Linked DNA regions of Mus musculus: region 1 is linked to region 2. Evidence: chromatin contacts called from public promoter capture Hi-C data. All regions are on one chromosome and are shown on one strand. Each heading gives the region's core, a stretch centred on a gene start, on an enhancer-like site or on the middle of the called end of the contact. The rest is flanking DNA. Distances are from core to core; before and after follow the strand shown.

Region 1 (6,679 bases), core at 2,356-4,855, 2.7 Mb before region 2:
TTTCATACACGGATAAACCAAGGCTTCCAGCTCCCAAGATAGCGGTTCTTATATACCCAAAGAAACAATATGCAGAATGAAAAGGCCACACCCACACCCACTCTACCACCTTGACACCCCAGGTACTCACTTCCTTGAAGGGACAGTGGCAGGGCAGCCCGTAGGTGTGCAGGGGCTCTGGGCAGCTCTCTCCAGGAGGAATGTATTCGTCTATCAGGTCACAGATGTTCTCGTAGCTACAGCTGCCTAGCTGTTCTACACAAGGAATCTTGACCCAGAAGCCAGCCACTTCCTTCTCCACGGTGAGCTCCACCTGTCACAGGATTCATCAAGGTGACAGCGTGAACACATTCCTGCTCCTGCTTCTTGAAGTTTCATCTCATAACCCGCTGCAATAAGGCTTGTAGACGGATCTCAGAGTAATCCCCCATACACCTCTACTGGTTTGATTCTTTGAGATGGGGGCTACATATGTAGACCAGGCTGGCCTTGAACCTGTAGCCATCCCCATTGTCTCTTGTTCCAGGGTATAGTGAGAACAGAAGGTTTAGCTGGGGAGATGTTCTGGCTGAGTCCCAGTATTCAACCTTACCTGAGCACGTGGTGGGCACTGATCACCAAATGTGAATGTCTCTTCTCTCTGACCAACACACCATCCTCCAGTTGTCGCTATCCAATGACAGGAACCAAAGCACTGCCATCACACTAGCTGAATGACTGTGGCACATGTCCTCGGTGGCCTTCTAAGCTATCCATTCTTAGCTGTAGAATCTTTCTGTTGGTTGCTCCTGACATACGTTTTCTCTTGTATCACAGATGATACAGTTATACATGGAAATGTAGCTAGGTACAGCAATGAATATCTGAAATAATGGTAGCCTGGAGGAAAAGGCGGGGAACTGCGAGTTCAAGGCCAGCCTGGTCTACAGATCTAGACTGCAACAATAAACAAACCGATGGAAATGGATAGGGAGATTTCTCTGAGACTGGTCTATGGTCCTTATTGCAGTTGGTTCCAAAAGCTGAATGGCCTCTCCAGACCGAGCTGGATGAGAACCCTAGAATGGGCTTCCCTCTGCCAAGCCAGCCTAACCCCACTCTTGTTCTCACTGCCTACCTGACCGAGGAGAAGCAGCCGGGACTCCCAAGCAAAAAGCCCGATTCACTGGCACATACAGAAGACTAACTATACCAGCTGCTGTGCATGCCAGCTGTCTCTCTGTGTCCCACCAAAACCAGGAAGGAAAAGGTGCACAGAGTGGTCAGCGGGAAATCAGCGCTCCCCACATGATTCCTGAGCATGGTACAGGAGGGTGCGTGTGTGTGTGTGTGTGTGTGTGTGTGTGTGTGTGTGTGTGTGTCCATCATTCACTTGGGTTTTTTTTTTTTTAAGTAGGTCTCCCACTAACTCAGCAGGTCTGCTAGGGGTCCTCCCATCTCTTCCTCCTCAGACCTAGGGTTCCGAGTATGTAGACCATCATGCCTGGGGGGTTGAATCTAGGTCCTCGTGCTTGCACAGGAAGCATGTTATCAACTGAGCCATCTCCCCAGCCTGGAAGCCGCAGTTCTCAGAATCCTTTCTTTTTTGACAGGGTTTCTCTGTCTAGCCCTGGCTGTCCTGGAACTCACTCTGTAGACCAAGCTGGCCTCGAACTCAGAAATCCGCCTGCCTCTGCCTCCCAAGTGCTGGGATTAAAGGCGTGCGCCACCACGCCCGGCTCAGAACCCTTTCAGCTCAGACATGCGAGCGACCTCTGCGTCTCAACCTTACTAGATCAGGGGGTTTCACCTTTGTGTTCTTTGTTTGGATCTTGGTGTGATAGGCTTGTATGTGGCTCAGGCTGGTCTTAAACTTGCTGTGCAGCAGACAGTGGCCATGACCTCCCAGATGCTGAGATTAATTACAGATGTGAGCCATCACCCTGGCTGGGGTTCTGCTTCTGAGAGATAAATCTGGGGATGGTACTCATTCCTCCAGACTCCACTAGTCCCAGACTGCTGCCTGAATCTTCAAATGACCGAGTACAAGAGGTACAGGCTGTCTTCTTCAAGGCCGGGAAATGGTGAAGGCAACACAGCCTGAATCCTGTGCGGAGTTGAAGCTGCTTGCCTCGGTGGCCTGCTCTGCTAACCTGAATCCATCCTGATTGTGCAGTGACCTTTCCTCTGGCCGGCCTCATCTGCTAAGAAAGTCTATTTCTCCTCAGATGAGGAACAGCCAGAGGGCCTGAGCTGGAGAGTAGCTCTGCCCCTGAGGGAGTTGGTCAAATGCCTTCAGTCTCTACTTCCTCAGTCAAGAGTGGGATGGTTTTCACAGTACTTCTGCCTTTTGTGAGGTCCCACTGAGGAAGATAGCACCTGGCCAGCACTTAGGAGCCTCAGGACACAAAACCTACTGCCAGCGGCTTCACATTCTTCTTCCCCTCATTTAGCCAAGGTCCCCAAGAGGAACTTGAAGCAGTCACCAACTAAACAGAAGTAACCAACTTACAGTTGAATGTTTATGGAGCTTCCCCCACAACTGCTCCTCCCCAGCCCAGGATCAGCACAGCATTGGAAGCCCAGGGCAGAAGTCAGTGATGTCAAAGGCTAGTCCCTAGGCAGCAGCCACAACCTGCCATTAGGGAATTAATCCTATCCATCTCAAACTTACGACCAGCAGGGCTCAGAAGTATATCCCATGTATCCTCGGCTGCAGCGCTTGTTCACCTGGCACAACTAAACCAACTCCTAAAGTCCACAGACATGCACTGTAAAGGCACTTGCTAAGGCCCTTGGCAACCCCTTCCTAACACAGGCCATTGCTCCGCCACATGGATAGAGCTGTGTCTAGATCTCACAACAATATACACTATGTTCAAACACCTAAGAATCAGCTGGGTGGCAGTGGCGTACGCCTTTAAACCCAGCACTTGGGAGGCAGAGGCAGGCAGATCTCTGAATTTGAAGCCAGCCTGGTCTACAGAATGAGTTCCAGGACAACTAAGGTTACACAGAGAAACCCTGTCTCAAGCAAATAAACAAAACAAAAAGAAGTTTAAAACCACTCAGGGCTAAGGAGATGGCTCAGTTGGTAAAGTGTCTGCCAGGCAAGCATGAGGACCTAAGCTCAGATGCCAGGATCCCAGAAAAATCTAGATGTAGTGGCTGGCACAGGCTCAGCACTGGAGAAGCAAAGTTGGGCAGACCCTGGAGCTCACTGGCCATCTTTCTAGCCAAACTGATGAACTCCAGGCACAATGGGACCCCATCTAAGGTGAAGAGAGGTTGAGGGGTGCACCTAACATTGACCTCTAGTCACCACATATATGTATATACATGTGCTCAGGCATACATACACACATGTGCACACACCCACCCACTCCAGATTCAACATTGAGAGCAGAGAATAGCATTCAGGCAACACTGGCAGACTCAGTTCAGCAGCCAGTCTCCCTTTCCAATCTGGACAAATTCTGTCCTTTTTTATCCACGGGACTTGACCTCTTCCTATTGGATAATAGCTGAAGAAAATGTACTAGATCAGCAAGGAGAAGCCATGGGCAGGGGTGGAGAGGCACTGAGATCTCTCCAGGCCTTCTAGCTCAATCACTGACAATGATTGACATGTCAACACGTGCCAGCACGAACTGGGCACATCCTGTGTGCTAGGCACTGAGTAAAGCACCATCCACATTACTGATTAACTCAGTTCTTGCTCAAGAGATGCCTAAGACTCAGAAAATTGAGCCCAACAGTACAGGGTGGTCTCCAACTGGCCGTGAGACTGAACATGACTTGACCTCCTGAATTTCCTGTACTTCTCCCTAAGTGCTATAATATACAAGCATGCATCACCAGGCTTGGCTCCCAAAATCTCTTAAATGATCTAAACGTGTTCCAGAATAGGTCTGGACCAGAAAGAGACTGCAGGGCATATAAGAACATCTTAGAAAGGTGGTGACTCTAACCAGAGAGTGAAGAGCTACAATAAACAGTGCCACAAGATGCCTTTACTATAAAATAAGAAAATATACAAAAACACATGCAAAGTTGGGCAATGGGTGGGAATAAGCTGATGTCCCCAAATAGATCTAAAAAGCAAGTGAACTGTGAAAGGATCGCTCGCCCTCATGAGGGATGACATTAGAGACTGGCCAAGACTCGGACTCTTAGTGTCAAAAATTGTGTGGGGAAGAAAACACAGCTGTCAGTGTAGGTGTAAACCTGGTTGGCTGTTTGGAGACATTTGGGCATTGATTATCAAAAGAGCTTTAAAAGCGTGCATCTGAGCCAGCGGGCTGCCTCAGCAGGACAAGGTGCTTGCCTTGTAAGCCTGGCGATCCGAGTTCCTGCCCCAGAACCCAACAAAAAGGTGGAAGGAGAGAACCAACTCTACAACTTGTCCCTGTTCCCTGTGTCGTGTGGGCCTCACCCCACATCTCCATATGCAGACACAAGAATAATAAATAAAAACATTTAATGTGAAGGTACATAGTCAGGAGAGTATGAATAGATCATTATTATACGGACAAATTCTAGCCCGCATGGCGTCTCCCAAATTAATCACGCTGTCTCATTAGAACAATGAGTGAAGATTCTGGGAGGATCCGTAACAGCCAACAATGAGCAGCTCCTAAGGAATTAGGCTAGGAGAAGACATTTAATAGAAGCTATTCATGGTGGCACACGCCTGTAATCCCAGTCCTCGGGAGGTGATGGCAGAAGGAGCAGAAGTTCAAGGCTATCCTTAGGTACTTACATTAAGTTGTGGGGCAGCCTAAACTACCTAAGGAAGGCCCTGGCTCAAAAGAACAGAAACAAAGTTGGGGATGTGGTTTTGGCAGAGTGCTCACCTAATATGCATGAGAGGCCCCGGGGTCCATTCCAGGTGTGGTAGTACCCCTGTGATCTGAGTACTCAAGAAGTGGAGGCCAGAGAGCCAGGAGCTCACAGCAAGTTCAAGGCCAGCTAAGGCTACATAAAGCCCTCCCTCAAAACATACATACAAAGCACTGCTTGTTTTCATATGTATTTTTTAAAAAATAAATGCATGCAGTATGGATAAAGGAAACAGCATTGTTCATTCAGCTCTGAGAGTCCACATTGTGGCGGCTCATGCCCACAACCAAACTGCGGCAGGCAGGCCTACCACAAGTTCAAGGCCAGCATAGGCTACAGAGTGAGACCCTGTCTCAAAACAAAAGAAAATAGCCTTATGTCCCTGGCTACTGGCTATACATCAAAACAACACAGAGGAGTCCATGGTGAACACTGGGCCGCCATATCCAAGTGCATGAATGGGTGAATCCCAGCTGACCTGGGTTTCCCTTCCATCCCCTGACCCTGAGACTCTATGAACCCGGGAAAGTCTGTGGTAAGTCTGCAAAGTCTGAAGTCTTTCACAATCTATGAGCATGAGTTTCCATGGCGCCTGCTGGCTGCCCACTCCCCGTCCATCGTCCACACAGCCTGGGGCTTACCTTCTGAGGAGCAGTGAGGGGAACGCTGGTCTTGCCCTCAAGGCTGACGACTACATCTCCAGGAACCACAATGGGGTCAGGTTGGATCGTGAGGCTTTTGATCACTGCAGGGTCCTTTCCTTCATCACAGTTATCCCAGGAGAAGCCACCAAGTTGGGAAAGCTAGGGACAACGAGACAGCAAGGAGAGAAGTGGAGGAAAAGAAATGTTTCAGCATACAAGAGTTGGAGGGAGGCCTGCCCATTCCCCTCTGAGCTCCATGGTAACAGTCACACTTGTCTGACCCATTCTTCAGGCAAAATGCCAAAGTGCAGGGCCTAGGCCCATTATATCAGACCTTGAACTTTAAAACTAAGGGGGTTGGGATGTCGCTCCGTTGGTGGAATGTCTACCTGGCATATTGGAAACCTTAGGCTCTATCCTTGGCATGACACAAACCCAGTGTGGTGGCAGGGGCAACACTTGGGAGGTAGAACATCAGGAATTCATGGTCATCTTCAACTACATAGCCCATGTCAGGCCAGTCTAGATACACAAGACCCTGTTCTGGGGCAGGGCAGGAGAGAGAGAGAGAGAGACTTAGCTAGCTGTATGGGTGCAAGCCCATAATGTAAACACTCAAGGGAAGATGTGGTCATTCTAAACCAGCCTAGGCTACAAAAGAAGGGAGGGAGGGAGGGAGGGAGGAAGGGAGGGAGGGAGAGAGGAATCACCCCTAGCTAAGGAAGTATTGGCAGTGGTGGCTACAGAGAGGAGGAGTCATTATACCTTGGGGGCTTGTGATACTCATAGATAGCCATGTCCTAACCCATGCACATATGAGAAGCAATAATTGGACTCAGTGGGTTATTAAGAGAAGATAAAAATGGCAGGCAGGTGCGCTGGATTGAAAGGGAATGTGGGATTGGATACGATACAGATACATTGTATACAAGTCAATGAATACAGAAAATACTCTATTTAATAATGGTATTAGCCTCATTTAGCTTTGAGGGTACCTTCTCTGAGCTCTGACCCTGCCACCCATTTCTCTCCAGCTAGCTTTGGGAGGTCACCACAAGACAAGCTGCTGAAAGTCACCCTTGTATTCCATGCCCATGAGCCTGATTATGCCCCACCCCTTGTCCAATCCTAGGTCGGCAACAAGGGGGAACAAGGAGAAAGAACACAAGGAGAAACAACAGTAACCCAAGCCTCAGCGTCCAGGGAACAAGACC
Region 2 (7,236 bases), core at 3,585-6,084:
TCTTGCCCTGTGGCAAACATGTGCACATCATAGAAAAGTTAAGCAAATAAAACAGCATACTAAGCAAATGCCAGTCAAGTGCTTTAGAAAATGTAATCATTGGTGATCTTCAGAGAAGGCATGGCCTCGTTCACGTTCTGGTCCAAACGATGGTACTCCACAGTTTTGGAACACAAGCCATCACGCCACTTTCTGCTTTGAACTAGGAGGAAAATCTGAAATAAAACAAAACAATTAGACATGCCTTAGAAAAAACTTACCAAGTAATGTTTTTGTAACAAGTGCAGGACCTTGCTAAAGCTTTGGGACACAAAAACTAATATTAGCAATAATAAGATGACACCCTTCTCAAGCTTGTTGTCACGACTACACAGTGCCTCTCAGTGGGTGAGGGGTGAAGACTAGGATCCCACTTGCCCACAGCCTGAGTAACAGCACTGAGCTCAGTTAACAGGCACCTCTGGCGGTCTGACTGCTGCTGTCACTGGCTCACCGACACTGGAGGCTGGAAGACATTCTGACAGCAGTAACTGTACCATTCTGTCCTTTCTCAGGCCCCAGAGAGGAAGAAGACAGCCTAAATGACAAGGCAAGTCCCAAGAGCTCAGCCTTGAGACAATAGATGGGGGGGGGGGGGTATACACGGAGCAACTGTGCTTGAGTACCCTCTAGAACTCCCCAAGGCTCCACCACTCAGCTGCAGTGACACCGCCCCGTACCCCCGCCCACCCATTAGCTTCTGCTTCCTTTAACTCGAGCACAGAAATGATCGTCATTGTGCTACCTCTGAACTGAAACTTGGAATCATCGAACCATCCAGAAGGAACACAGCACAATCAATTATGCAGATATTAAACCACACTTTTTAAAGATTTATTTATTTACTATGTAGACAGCGTTCTGCCTGCATGTATGCCTGCAGGCCAGAATAGATCACCAAATCTCCTTACTGATGGTTGTGAGCCACCATGTGGTTGCTGGGATTTGAACTTCGGACCTTCGGAAGAGCAGTCGGGTGCTCTTACCCTCTGAGCCATCTCTCCAGCTCCCTAAACCACATTTGTAAATAATATGCTACGATGCCACAGTGGACAGGGAAAGTTCACGAGGCTTCAGCCTACACAAAGAATCCAGGCAACTAAGGGATGCTGAGAGCTGAGAACGTCTGCTCAAGGGAAGAGCACACCACTTGGTTACCTAATATAAATGGTCAGCCCTGGGGCTGGTGAGATGGCTCAGTGGGTAAGAGCACCCGACTGCTCTTCCGAAGGTCCGAAGTTCAAATCCCAGCAACCACATGGTGGCTCACAACCATATGTAATGAGATCTGACTCCCTCTTCTAGAGTGTCTGAAGACAGCTACAGTGTACTTACATATAATAAAAATAAATAAATCTTTAAAAAATAAAATAAAATAAAAAAAATAAATGGTCAGCCCTGAAAGTGCACATACAAGTGACATGCATGCTAAGCAGGTTATTCTGATGAATATCTGTTTCCCCCACCCCCAGCTGTAAGAACATGGTTTAATGCTGCACCCATCAAGGCAGCCCCAGAGTCCATCAATGCAGACGCCCCTGGAGTGATGTGGGCTTCCTCAGCATCCTCCACAGGGCTAAGCTGTTACTAAGGCAGCAGCGTGACACCAGCGAGGCCTGTGGTGGGGGAGGGGCGGCCTAATCATCCTTAAACTTGCCGTTGATGGGAGGCAACCAGTCCAGGGTCAACGGCCAGTCTGAGGACCATACCAGTCCTATGGCACCCACTGTGCCCCTCACGCTGGCTGTGGGGAATCCAGTTTTTGGCCAGTTCCTGGTAGCACAGGCCTAGAAACCTCTCAGCACCGATCGCTGCAGGGTCTCAACACTCAGGATCACCCTGTTCCCCTGCCCTGGAGCACTGCAAATATATATTTCTATTCAAGAACATATATAAGTATATATTTAAGAATGTATATACATGTAACAACAATTAATGAAAAAGACCATGAATTTGAAAGAGCAAGGAGGGGTACCTAGAAGGATAAGGAGGGAGGAAATGATATATTATAATCTCAAAAATAAAAGATGAAATGAGGGCCATATGCTGTGGGAAATATCCATAATTTGTTTGGCAAAACACAAGTTACTGGAGCTGAAAAAGCGGCTCAGCAGTTGGTGAGTGCTTTTACAGAGGACCAAGTTCAGAGCCCAGCACCCACCTCAGGCACCTCACACCTATAACTCAGCCCCTGGTGGCAATGTGTTCTCACACACACACACACACACACACACACACAATTCAAAATAAGCAATAATAAATAAATAAATAAGATATTGGGCTGTTGAGATGACTCAGCAAGTAAAGACACTGTCACACAAGCATGGTGGAAAACAAGTCTACAAAACTGTCCTCTGACCTCCACACAAAGACTACGGCAAGGGCCCCACACCCACAATTACCTAAGATTTTAAAGCAAAATGTAAAATTCTATATAACGTTCAGTAAAAAACTATGGAATGTGTGTATATGTGTACCTGTGAACCAATAATACGTTTAAGGTATATTTTAATGCTCTGAGTGACAGCGTAAACTTTCCTTTTTTCCTAAAGTCTTGAGATTTCTACATTCTCTACATTAAACATGTTGCTTGGGAGGAGTGTTGTTTGTGTGTTTATAACCAGATTCCACAGAAGTAGAGTTACAGGGTACGAACAACCACGTGAGTGTGGGGAATCCAGTCCTCTGCAAAAGCAGCCCGAGCTCTCAACCACTGAGCCATTTCTCCAGCCTAGCTAATTATCTTTGACACAGTTCCAAACAGTCTAAGCTGGCCATGAGCAACAGTGACCCACCTGCCTCTACTCCCCAAGAGACAAGGTTACAAGCATGCACTACCTCTGCTTATATATAAGATCCTTTTTTTTCTTTTCTTTTTAAGGCGGGTTCTTAAAAATATAGCCCTGTCCCTCCGTACAAAGTCAAAGCTGACAAGGACTAACCCTGAATCTCTGATCCTCTGGGATTCACCGGGGCTTACAGAAGTGTTAGCATGGTCAGGTTTATGTGATGCTGGGAAATGAGCCCAGAGCTTGACGTACACTAGGGAAGAACTACCAATGGAGTCACATCCCCAGCCCAATCCTTGGTAGCCAGAAAATAACATTATTGTTAGGTCAGTTAGTGAATGCATAATAAATTAAATTAATACTCTTGCTCCACAAACATTCCCACTGAAGCATCATTACCAAATTAAGAAATACAAGCCAGGCATAGTGGCACACATCTGACCCCAGCATTTGGGAGACAGAGGCAAGTGGAGCTCTGTGAGTTCCAGCCAGCACGGTCTACAGAGTGAGTTCCAGGACAGCCAAGGCTACTTTAGTGAGGCCCTGTCTGAAAAAAAAACAACTCACTGCCTTTGATTTAGTTCATTATGAAAGAAATTCAAGTACTTTCCTAGAAGCACATGTGACATTCATTATTCCTCATTTCTCTAATTACCGGACTCATAACTTCATTAGAAATGTTAACATTTATCAGGACTTTCAAACTGACTGAAAAAATTTATACAAATGTGGCCGAGACAATGAATTACAGAAAGGGCTAAAATCCCAACTTACCTTCCTTTTGTTGTGATAGGTAACATACACAACAGCTGCACAGAAAGCAAAAATAAGGAGATGAAAAAAGAAATGGCTATCCTCCCTGTTGGGGGGCGGGAGCTTCACGACCTCCACTGAGTCCTGGAAGCCCCTGAAGCGCCTGCTCTCCTTGCTGATGGCAATGTTGATGTCTTCAGGCTCCTCATCTCTAGGGTTGGTGGTCCAGTCGTAGTCCGGCTCTCCGTAGTCGCCATTGTCCAGGGTGTCCTTGCCTGTGGCCGGGGAGCTGTTGAGAGCCAGGAGGTCCTCCTCCTCCATGCTGGGGTCCTCATTGCTGTCAGCCTCCTCCTCGGGCGCAGACGGAGCAGCAGTGGGGGTGGGCGCCGCAGAGCTGCTCCCACTTTTCTCTGCACTGGCTGGGCTAAGTGTGGTGCTGATCTGGGAAACAGAAGGGCTGGTGTGGTTTCCAGGCGCAGTCACCACAACTGGAGAAGAAACGGTAGCATTGTTTGGAGGATTCTCTGATCTATCTGAAAAACAAAAGCATCCCAACATTGCTAACCTTTACAAGAGAAAAATGGATTTACCATTTTTTTCCTGAGCATTTCTCTTCCATATAATAAATTCCTGCAGCTTTCTCTTAAGATCTAGTTAAGTTTCAATGGCTAGCAATCAATTCCATTTCTTCCTGGTCAGTTAATCTCTGGTAATAATTGTTTTGCTCAGTAATGGCCTGAACAGCCTAGCACTCAAAGAATAAACAAGCATCAGCTTTCAGGTCAGCCTCAAAGTCCACACAGCACTCACCCCACCTGCACTGTCTCCCTTTGTCAAAGACCAGAACTCAGCCGGCCCTGTCCAGGCTCTATCTCATTGCCAGAACAGAGAGGGGGGAGGCCTTGGGACACAAAACACAATTAGTACACATACATCACACACACACACACACACACACACACACACACACACACATACATACATACACACACACACACACACACTCTCTCTCTCTCTCTCTCTCTCTCTCTCTCTCTCTCTCGACACAGAATCTGGAAATAAATATAGTATACAACAGGTACTTAGAAACTTCTTTTGCCCAAATTGACTGACCCTCAAAGGAGCCCAGAACACGAGAAAGGACAGGTAAAAGCCTTCACTTTGTCCGTGTCCTGCTTCCCTCTGCAGGCTGGTATGGTAAGCAGTCAAAGTGTCTGTCTGGTCTGTGTCATCCTTCCAGCCACTGTCCTAACCCTGTCGGCACCCTGGATTCTACAAAGAACAGGCCCTCCTAGAACAGAGTCGCAATCCACCAGGGAGAGGGTGTACCCCAGCACTGGAGTACATCCCCTGAGAACTCCATGTCCCCTCCAGCAATAGGAACTTCTGACCACCTTGTAGAATCAAACCAGAGATAAGAATCCCAGACTACACCCTGACCGGATGCTCAATTATGCACCATTTGCCCCCCTCCCTGCCCCATGCTCAAAGTTCCTGTCAGGGTCTTCCTAAAAATAGGGGTTAGGGGTCACTAAACCTCTTTCTCGGTTTCTCTCTCTCCCCAAAATAGCCACATTAATTATTTGCTTTTCAGTATTCCTTGACTCTAATTTGCAACACTGGAGATAGGTAACAGTGCCTAGTTTGTTGGGGCTGCCAGAGGCTAGACTTTTACTCTTAAAAAAAATCTTGTTTCAAGCATATAACCAGTATACAAAGCTACAAACAAGCTGTAGACAGCATCTCTAAGTGATACTTGAAGACTCTTAAAATTTTTATATCACCAAAATTCTAAGGGACAAGAACCAGAAACTTGAAAGCTTAGTGACAGCAGTGTAAAGGTTGGGAAGGCAGGCCCCAGGTAAGAAACGAGGCCAAATGCTTGCACAATCTTCCAGCCCTATGCCCCTACCTCCTTAGTGAAGTTCACTGAAGTACAGCTAAAACTGTTTACAGAGTAACTCCACCTAACAGAAGAATCAATGGAGACAGTCCACAGAGGAAAGCTGCTAAACTGAACAGTGTAGTCAATCTCTGAGTAGAGGGTCTTAATTAGATAGACGTCTCCCAGAAAAACAATTTCTAACAAAGAAAACTAGGGGGCTGGAGAGATGGCTCAGCAGTTAAGAGCACTGACTGCTCTTCCAGAGGTCCTGAGTTCAATTCCCAGCAACCACATGGTGGCTCACAGCCATCTGTAATGGGATCCGATGACCACTTCTGGTGTGTCTGAAGACAGCTACAGTATACTCTTACAAATAAATCTTAGAAGGAGGAGAAGAAGAAATAGTTTATAAAGATAATAGAATTAACGATGTTGCCTGGTATAAGTGGGGCACTAGGTTTGATCCCTAGCATCAGAAAAACAAATGTTAAAAGACAGTACATTAGAGCCAGGCATAGCAACACACACCTGGTATGCTAGCAGTACACAGCTAGTTTTGAGGGCACTCTGGACTACAGGAGACCCTATTTCCAAAATAAACAACAACAAAAAAATTCGTCTCCCCCTACCTACCTTTTTGGATGGTCTCTAATGGACCTGCACTGGGAAGGGCAGAAATAAGTACACAAAACCCTCTCCTGAGCCCTGCAGATCTCTCCTCTGCTTCTCTGTTGTCGTGACAGAAATCTGATTCCCTTGCAAACACACAGGTCCTACAGCCCTTTCCTCCACAGCCGGTTTCCCTCCCACACCCTTGCACAGACAGAAGGGTCTGCTCCGCACACAATTTCCCATTCGTCCCCAGAAGGGCCACTGGTTTGGGGGCACACATCTCCCACACCTGGCAGGTCTCCTCATCAGAAGACTTTAGCTCCTAACTGCAGGGTTCTGTCTCATCCAGAGAAGACCTCCTATTTGGAACTGGTAACTGCTATTCTATTTCAAAGCCCATGACCTCTCTTCTGCTGAGTCAGCCCAACTACCCATCAGCCTCTAGCTCCACTATTACCAACTCCTTCTCATAGGTCAATGGTGTGGCCAAGCACTCGAATCCCTCTTGCGTCCATGGCTAATGGTCTCCCCACTCATATGGAGTCTCCCTCGTTTGGCAAAGGCTAAATCAAATTCTTTATCCCCAAGGGCAATAGACAGCTGCCCACAGCTGGAAACACAACCATACCACTGTTTTCATTTCATCTGAAATCCAGTGTGGAAGCTTCTACCCAGTGTGTAACTCTTAGTGGTTACGCTAATTTCCTAGTCCATTTTCCTTCCAACTCCCCGAAGCTCCCTCAAACTCCCAACACTCCCATTCGTCAGAATGTCCACAAATCACCAGAACTCTGCTCATTCAAGCCTCACTAAGCACCGCCCTCTACCACAGACCCCTCCTGCGACACACCAGGCAACCATAGACAGGAACCCCTGAAACAATGAGCAACCAACCCTGTTCCTTTAAAGTCTTCCAAGGTTCTCCATGCCAGCCACAGGGCAGTAATGGGCCAGCTGTGTGCGGCAGGTCCTGGGGTCAACCCACAACGAGAAAGAACTGACGGGGAGAATGTGGAGAAGATGCTGCTGTTTATTCTAGGCTGTAACCCTGACATGATATTGCAAGTCCATCAGGGTAATCCACACGCTACCAAGCCAGATGAGCCTAGGCTTCACACCTCACACAAAAATTAAAATAAGCATAAGTCAAGTAAAATA

The links. Promoter capture Hi-C pulls out the DNA fragments that hold promoters and counts their contacts.
Region 1: a promoter capture Hi-C map of liver shows a contact between it and region 2, with 6 times the contacts expected there. The contact joins two enhancer-like sites. A contact is called at or near these places in 2 of 39 promoter capture datasets (both in liver).

Annotation. Positions count from the first base shown.
Region 1 is chr11:55,102,532-55,109,210 of GRCm38.p6, reverse strand. Gm2a (GM2 ganglioside activator protein) reads right to left here. Exons shown (of 4, transcript NM_010299.3): 2 at 5,463-5,624; 3 at 131-313. Among named protein-coding and RNA genes, the nearest start is that of Gm2a, 7.9 kb to the right of the region's middle. Within about 2 kb of position 3,605, at least 53 of the 459 cell types and tissues checked have an H3K27ac peak or open chromatin away from gene starts, as enhancers often do. A contact at or near this core is called in liver, where this site is marked.
Region 2 is chr11:52,399,924-52,407,159 of GRCm38.p6, reverse strand. It overlaps 9530068E07Rik (RIKEN cDNA 9530068E07 gene), which reads right to left. Exons shown (of 3, transcript NM_153117.2): 2 at 3,603-4,114; 3 at 1-215. The coding sequence ends at 84. Among named protein-coding and RNA genes, the nearest start is that of 9530068E07Rik, 7.1 kb to the right of the region's middle. Within about 2 kb of position 4,834, at least 19 of the 459 cell types and tissues checked have an H3K27ac peak or open chromatin away from gene starts, as enhancers often do. A contact at or near this core is called in liver, where this site is marked.